Linked DNA regions of Bombyx mori: region 2 is linked to region 1. Evidence: chromatin contacts called from public Hi-C data. All regions are on one chromosome and are shown on one strand. The core of a region is the stretch at or near the end of the contact, and the rest is flanking DNA. Distances in the headings are between cores, read along the strand shown.

Evidence for each region. A called contact is a pair of places that touch in the nucleus more often than the background predicts.
Region 2: a contact with region 1 is called in a Hi-C map of middle silk gland, with 1.5 times the contacts expected there. The contact joins the enhancer-like site here to the promoter of LOC101742199 in region 1. A contact is called at or near these places in 3 of 7 Hi-C or Micro-C datasets (middle silk gland and whole pupa).

Annotation. Positions count from the first base shown.
Region 1 is chr22:2,828,005-2,832,232 of ASM3026992v2, forward strand. It overlaps LOC101742199 (uracil phosphoribosyltransferase homolog), which reads right to left and starts at 2,264. Exons shown (of 4, transcript XM_004924741.4): 1 at 2,042-2,264; 2 at 1,550-1,742; 3 at 1,104-1,271. The coding sequence starts at 2,169. It overlaps LOC101741480 (elongation of very long chain fatty acids protein 6), which reads right to left. Exons shown (of 4, transcript XM_004924735.5): 4 at 3,431-4,228.
Region 2 is chr22:2,861,494-2,865,721 of ASM3026992v2, forward strand. All of the region lies in intron 2 of LOC101741480 (elongation of very long chain fatty acids protein 6), which reads right to left. Among protein-coding and RNA genes, the nearest start is that of LOC134200943, 9.8 kb to the left of the region's middle. Within about 2 kb of position 2,063, at least 5 of the 8 cell types and tissues checked have open chromatin away from gene starts, as enhancers often do.

The DNA.
Region 1 (4,228 bases), core at 1,014-3,513:
AAGTTAAAGAAGTTTCAGTTATCTTGTATAGTAGCTCTTAGATGCTGCAGACCATAAAGTATAATCACTCCGCAGCATACACAAGCAAAACAACCATGTATGTTCATGTGTACAATACTACCACCAGAAAAATAACTTTTATTACATTATTATAAAAAATACAATCACACCCATATATTATGTAATGTATAAATATACTGTAAATTCAACCATTAATAAGATTCCAACTGTACTGAATTGGATGTGCCTCTTGATTTGCAAACCAGGATTTTTTTACATCCTATTCCTACATTTGAAAGGAGAAAACAAAGAAGGAATCCTATAAAGAAATTTGATACTTTAGCAATAAGTGTGCTTCAAATGCCCCTCTGGGGTAAATTTGTATAGTAATCAAAATGCCTTTTTCTTTTACAATTGTGCTGAAATTAATTTACTTATCTAGAACAAAACTTAGTGCTATTATACTACAAAAGCTACTATAAACTAGAAAATTATGCAAAAACAAGAACTTTCTAATTACGTAGTTGATGTGTTAACAACCTCACAGCCTGCTTGGTGTTAAGTGGTTATTGGAACTCAGAGATGTTGCATCATACACTCTCACACACATTCATCTTGAAACATGAGGTGTTAACCTCAGTTATATTGTACAGTTGTCTCACAGTTAAAATTGACATACATCACTGTTTCATAGCAAAAACTCCAGGTTTACCATACTTCTTTTTTCTTCTCAGTCAGACACTCTTGTCAGAATGGTTGTGGTTGCGTTGATGCTGTATGTGATATTCTCTGTCTTACTCATCATTGCAACTCTCATGAGATTAATAATGTAGTAGGTTCCCATTACTTTCTACATCGCGGTACTATGGCCTCAGTGACTATAGTAATCCAAGAGTGAATCGGTTCAGAATATATGGCTCTTTCGTTTCACTTTGGTACTGATGGCTACCACTGCCCTCCACCAGGTTCCAGGTTTTACGCCCCTGTGGCTTGCCTCTTCTGCTGGTTAGTCCGTGAGTATGAGAGACATGAGTATTCCCACACCCAAAAGCTCAAGCTAAGTAAAGCTTACAATACTAAAGTCACTAAATAAATTTAATAACCTGTTTAACTGTATTTCCTGTAGACATTATTGGGTACATGAGCAACACCTGTCGTCTTGCAATGTCTTCTGGAAACTTCGCATATACAACATGAGCTTCATGTGTGTCAGTATCACTTTCTACTAAGATTTTACCAATCCGAATAGATCTACAACAGTCTCTAAGGCCCTGAAACATAATTAATGATGTTGCAAATTATTACAGCATAAAATGATAGAATTCGTAATATTCCAGAACTATGAAAAATTTAACTCAAATCCTCAAGCTAAAGTTCCGTTGCAGTATTCAATTACTTAAGACATAATAACAGTAGGGTGATACAGCCACCCATCAAATATTTGAGACTTTGACGAAAATTTCCAAAGGATCCAAAACTAATAGGTAACTCTCGGCAAACTTAGGTTGTTCCACCATAATGGAGAAGATGAACTGCAATATTAATTCACCTGTTCCATTGCTTCTCCTGAACGCACAATAGACACACCACAGTTCCCAGCTCCATATTTAAGTCCTTTATATATTGCTCCAGTAGGAGTAACAACCTCACACTCAGTATAAGGTAATTTGTTCAAACTCTCTTCTATTACCAGACGAATGAGACGATCCGCATAGAACTTGAAATCACTACGACTTGTGTTCCTGAAATTAAACAAAATGGAGAAATTATTTTAAGCAATAGCAAGACTGTTTATAGATTTTTCAGGTTGATTGATACATTGTGTGCGTAATATCATGTATCTTATGTGTTTAATGGTAGAAAGGGTTCTTATTTTTGCTGCTCATTCAAAAAAAAAAAAAAAACTGCAACCTCAAAATACAGCAGATGGCATTTCTTTATTTAAATTCTGATATAATTTTTTTTTTTTATTCACGATTTTATAAACCATACCAAACCATATGATGGCCAGTTGAATGACACGAAACTTAACCTCACTCACTTGTCCCGTAGTATGGTTTGTAATTCTTTTATGTTATCATTAGATGGCAAAAGAGTCAGACTGTCCCCGAACTGTTCTTTAACATCATCTGCGTCCCACTGCCTGATGTCTTGATCAATTATTTCCATTTTAATCCAAAACAATTTGTTGTTTTATTTTAAACCACGACTAAATCATAAAAATGAAATGTATGACTAGCTGTCAATGTCAATTACTATACTGTCAAGTGTCTCTCAGTACGACAGTAGCAAAGGCATTGCGTTTTAAGCCCAACAGAGACAAAATTCAAATATAATAGATTTATAGACAGATATACACTGAATGTGGCATATGTTACGGGTATTTGCAGTAATGGTGAATAGTTAAAGTAGGAATTGCTTGTACCCAACACATTTTACTCAAGTGTCAAACGATTAAAAAAAACAGCAAAACAAGATTAGGCCGTACCTAATAGCAATTTTATGTAATAAATATGAAGTCGTCGTGGCTTAAAGGATAACACGTGTTCGAATCCCACTGGTAGGTACCAATTATTTCTAATGAAATACGTACTTAACAAATATGTTCACGATTGACTTCCACGGTGAAGGAACAACATCGTGTAATAAAAATCAAATTCTCAAAATTATAATTTGCATAATTACTGGTGATAGAACTTGTTTTACCGTAGTAGTAGGTACCGCCAGGCAGGATTGCCGATTTCAGCCGTAAAGCAGTAATGCGTTTCAGTTCGAACGGTAGAGCAGCCGTTGTAACTATACTTCGAACTTATATCTCAAGGTGAGTGGCGGCGGCATTAACGTTGTAGATGTCTATGTGTCCGATGAACTACTTAACACCAGGTGGGCGGTAAGCTCGTCCATATATCAAAGCAATTTATTTTTTCTGGTAGATAAGGTCGAAGCGAAGAGCAGTAATTTATTTTCAATAAGCTCTCAACCTAAATTGAGTCCGGCGGGTCATTTTTTTTTTTCGTAACACTACGTGCGCTATATGGCACTTTATTAACGTATATCTTAATTGCTATTTACTCCCGGTACATACATAATGCAGATGTTACTAAATGGACGTAGGTATTTTTAAATCCTTCCCTTTTTTTAAATGTCAACCAATCATTAAAAAGCAAAGAATTTGTGTAGTTAAATTAAATTAAATGTTATCTCCAACACAGTTACAAATGGTGGTAGGTATTTAAATAACCAAAGTCCCACATGGACTATCATCAATCATGGTAGCTAGTGGAATTTCATAGAATCAAATTTAATGCATATATTTCTTCATCTCGAAAGGTTTCATTCAAATTCAACCTTAAAATAATAATGAGTAGAGTATTAAGAAATAGTATAATAATACAGTATAGTTAGTGTTTATAAATAAAACAAGAAAAAATGACACATTAACGCTTTATTTGCCCAGAAAACAAAATCAATTGTTGCTAAAATAATTCACAAATTTTAACGTCATTTACTAGTAGAATGCACAGGTGTTCCCCTAAAATCATGCATTGAAATCACATATCTCATAAAAAATATATTTGATCATTCTCACTGTTCTAATTAAACTCTTGAATTGTGAACCTCCAAACCTCTATTTTAATTAATGCAGCGTATCACAATGAACGTGCTGTAAATGCAGGTTGAAATTTTAAGTAGCACTGTCTATGTGTAAGTACCGCTATGAAAAGTTTTATTTTAAAATATAATCTTTGAAATGCAGCATTGTAATAGTCGCTTACTAAAGTAAGCAACTGCACCTATTATCATTATTGAAAGGACTTTTTCTATACGAATAATATGTAAGCAATCGTGTTTTTTGTTTCTTGGCATCTTTTCGTTGACAAAATACAGAGAGGCATAGCTCAATTGTTAGCCAACAGAACAATCAAAGATTGTTATACAATCAATACAAAATATTGTTTGAAATAACCTTGAAATGAACATACAAAATAAATTACCCAACAAAATAAGTATTTATTTAATTGAAGCGAAATAAGATTTTTTATAGAACACGGCCGTTACACAATACTTCGTATTATTACAAAAATAAATAAATTAACAATCTCATTCTAAGCATAGAATTATAAGTGCAGATTTACATTAACCCGGTGACTAACCAAAAACGCTAGTAAGGTGTGGTATGTCACTGCACACGTGTAAACAGTGCGTTATTTGTTATTAACGGAGCCAA
Region 2 (4,228 bases), core at 813-3,312, 33 kb after region 1:
CAGGGGGGAACCACGTCCCGGAGAAGGAGCAATTAGAGCGCGGAGGCTCCAATCTCGGCGGTCTGTGTTGGAGGCGTGGTCTCGCCGCTTGGCGGACCCGTCGGCCGGTCTCCGGACCGTCGAGGCGGTGCGCCCGGTCCTCGCGAAATGGGCGAACCGTGACCAAGGGCGTCTCACCTTCCGGTTGACGCAAATGCTTACCGGCCATGGGTGTTTCGGCCGGTACCTGCATCGCGTTGCCCGGAGGGAACCGACGATGGAGTGTCACCACTGTGACTGCGACGAGGACACGGTCGAGCATACGCTCGCATATTGCCCCGCATGGGTGGAGCAACGCCGTGTCCTTGTCTCGCAAATAGGACCGGACTTGTCGCTGCCGACTGTCGTGGCTACGATGCTCGGCAGCGATGAGTCCTGGAAGGCGATGCTCGACTTCTGCGAGTGCACCATCTCGCAGAAGGAGGCGGCGGAACGAGAGAGGGAGAGCTCATCCCTCTCCGCACCTATCCGTCGCCGCCGAGCCGGGGGCCGCAGAAGGGCTTTTGTCCGACTTCGGCCCCTGTAAGAGGCGAACTCCCCCCGGTGAAGGTCAAGGGGCGACCTGAGGGGGTGAGGCCGCGCGGCGCGCTACCAGCACTCTAGCGCGCTGCCATGGAGTAAATAGAGCGACCGGTCGACGGTGTATCGCGTCCCGACCCGGCAGGCTGGTTCTGGTCCAGCGGGGTATTCCGGGACACCAGCGGCACCGTCTGGGCGGCCCGACGGGCTGCCGTACCGAGACGGCCGACGTTTCAGAGCCTTCGATTCGCCTCGAAGGCTCCGTCGGCTGGGCGTCCTTGGGGTGAGCCGCGCCGTCTGGTTGTAGTGTTGACCGCGGTAACCCCCCTACCTCATCCGGGTTCTGACCTCGGAGGGGATCGGACGTCGGGTGTAAGAGTGCAGGGGAGTCGTTTAGTGGGTGGGCCCTAAAATCCTTGGTCCCGCGGTCTGCTCATAACACCATGCAGATCGTAGAGTCTCACATACCCCGCGCGCCCCTTTTGCGCGGGGACCTCGTAGGAGGTTCGGCCCTCTACCCGAAAAAAAAAAAAAAAAAAAAAAGGTACCTCCACACCGCCTATTTCTGCCGTGAAGCAATAATGCATTTCGGTTTGAAGGGTGGGGCAGCCGTTGTAACTATACTGAGACCTTAGAACTTATATCTCAAGGTGAGTGGCGCATTTACATTGTACATGTCTATAGGCTCCAGTAACCACTTAACATCAGCTGAGCTGAGCTCGTCCACCCATAATGTCAATAAAAAAAATAAAAAAAAAAAAATAAAAAAAAAACCGTATCGCGTATAGTAATGGTCGTAATGATCCCGCATAATGGATGGGTAGATATAATATTTTATTCCTGCAGCGAAGAAGTTATATGCTCCGATTCAAAGGACGAGAGACCCACTGTACCTCATGGTTCATGGTGGGACCTCATGTTTCAACCTGTCTTATCCTCACAATAGCATAGGTTTTAAATGGATATCGATGCCCAGAGTACTTACTATCTACTGTACTTAATATCAGTGAGCGTACCAACTATTGAACTATATCAACTCTATTGAAATTTTAAATACGCACGTGAAAATCATAAGACCTATCTGTGTACGTCATAAGACAAAAGATGTAGGTAACAAAAAGAAAACAAAATTCAATACAACAAAACGAGAATACTATCATTAATGTAGTTTAAGTCAATTAAATATGCATTATTAAGAATAACTCCCAAAAGCTATCGGTCAGATTTTAATAAAATTTCAAATTGGGCCACACATGAGAAGCACCGGCTTTCAAATAGACAGCTCTGCAGTAATACACACCAAAAATAAAAATTGATAACCTCCTCTTTTTTTTAAGTCGGTGAAGATTTAAATCTTATCACCTTTATATTGTTTGTTACATGACATTTTGAAACGTAAGCACGTGAACTTTCGCCTCGGCACCACGGCGCGTTACTTACTACACTAGCAGGGCACGAGCGCTTGACATGCTCTGAATAATGATTCGGATAGGGTCATCACAATCCTATTTTACTGCGAGATTTCATATTCATTTGTATTTGAATCGACGGTTGAACGAGTTCACGTCCCACAAGTTATTAAATGGTTATCAATAACGGCTGTTATATTGATTTTTTTGTTTTCCTACCTATGCTGATAGCCTTGAGAGGCTATTTCAGCGTAACCTTAACTAGTAGGTGAGCTCATGAGGCTCAAACCTGACAACGTGGCTAACACGAACTCTAGCAAGAGCCGTGCTTCGCAGAATCTACCACCGGATCGGAAACGCGACCCACTGAGAAGATTCGGCGAGAAAATCAGTCTGTCTGTGGATTTAAATTTATTTATTATAAAAAAAAAGAACACAATATTCCTAACCTAAAAGTACATGTTATTATCCGCAACATGCTTCGTCAGATTACAGAAATAAAGTTATCAGCAACATGCTTCGTCAAAATCTGTGGATTAATTATTTACTCGTCGAGTTCTTTGTTGCAAGCGACGGGTTCGACAAGAACGATGACCGGTGCTTGAGGTACCTAAAAGCACCGTTAGTGGATCGAGAGGATCCGAAATGACGTGTTTTGGTCAACGTCGAGTGCTTTCCATTCTGTCCGCAGGATCGGGAATGTGTTGATACCGAAAGCGCAAGAGCCACATGTATGTATAAGTCAAATTTGCTCTCAAATATACTATATTAGTTTCACAAATCGATTTTATCTCCCATTTTTTATTTCCAACGTTTCAAATCATTTTCGTGATCACGGCCGACTAAGATGTTATTCGTCGAGATTTGTGCTAATTGACTATTTATTCTGTTAATTAAATTTTATTTTTGTCTTCGACTCTCGCGATTACGAACACGACAGATCACACGGTATGATGGTTCCACATCCTTAACACGTTACATATGAAATGTAAAATATTTGCTTTAGAAATTTCGGACAGCCCTATTGTCTGACATTAACGCGCGGTATTCATTACTGACCCACGTGAGGGCACGGGACATTTTCGTTTATCAAATTGAAGGTGTCAATTTGAACTCAATTTTTTTAAAATGTATAACCAATGCCATAAATTGAAAACAAAATCATGCAGTGTAGGCACCGCTGAGATATTTTTATTTAATGCTTTTGTTGAGTTCCAAGCTGATGGACGATAGGTGGTAGTCTGATGATTCAATTATTATCGACATGTTAGACGATCGGCATTGTCAGTGATGAAGACACAGCGCGTAACATGTAAAACTCGTTAATTTTTTTTTTTTTTTTTATTGCTTAGATGAGTGGACGAGCTCACAGCCCACCTGATGTTAAGTGGTTACTGGAGTCCATAGACATCTACAACGTAAATGCGCCACCCACCTTGAGATATAAGTTGTAAGGTCTCAAGTATAGTTACATAAACATAAATACATAAATTAATAATATAAATTATAATGCTCGCCAATTATACAGCAGTTTCAAATAATTGAACAGCTAAACCACAACAAATGAAGTTCTATTTGAATACGATTAATAATTCAACAGTTACAGACGATCCATTTTATTTAATACTAAAATAAACATCTTAAATAAACTGAAATTCAGACATTTCCACGATATCTTATCATGACGACGGATAACCGCGATGACTTATCGCGATATAATTTCCGTATTTTAATATATTTACTCCAGCGATTTTTGTTAAAGTTTACAGAAAATGCTCGTAATGTTTTTAAGGTACGAGAATATATAATAATAATAAAGCCAAATTATATAAGTATAAGCATTTAGCACCATTAAGGGCCTTCGCACGTTCTAGAAGGACATTTAGACATATACTGTTAAAAAAGTCTCAAATTCGTTTTAATCCGTAAAAGATTATTAAGAAACTGCGCGTATCGCTTTTACGTGTTATGTAATATTTAAAGTAGCCCGAGTCAAAATCAAGCAAAAAGTCAGTATAGAAACAATATTTATCCTTCAGATTATAATTTTACGAAATATTAACTTTAAATACAACAAAAGTGAAATTTTCATTCATTGCAGTTTTTTATAACTCTAGGCAACGTGATTGCAATGTTACGGGAACTTTTGGCTGAAACACGATGAGCTTAATTGAGTGAATTATTTTATTTTGCTAATGTAGATGTTCTTCAAGTTTAAATATGTAATAATCTATACTAATATATAAATCTACAGCGGTTTT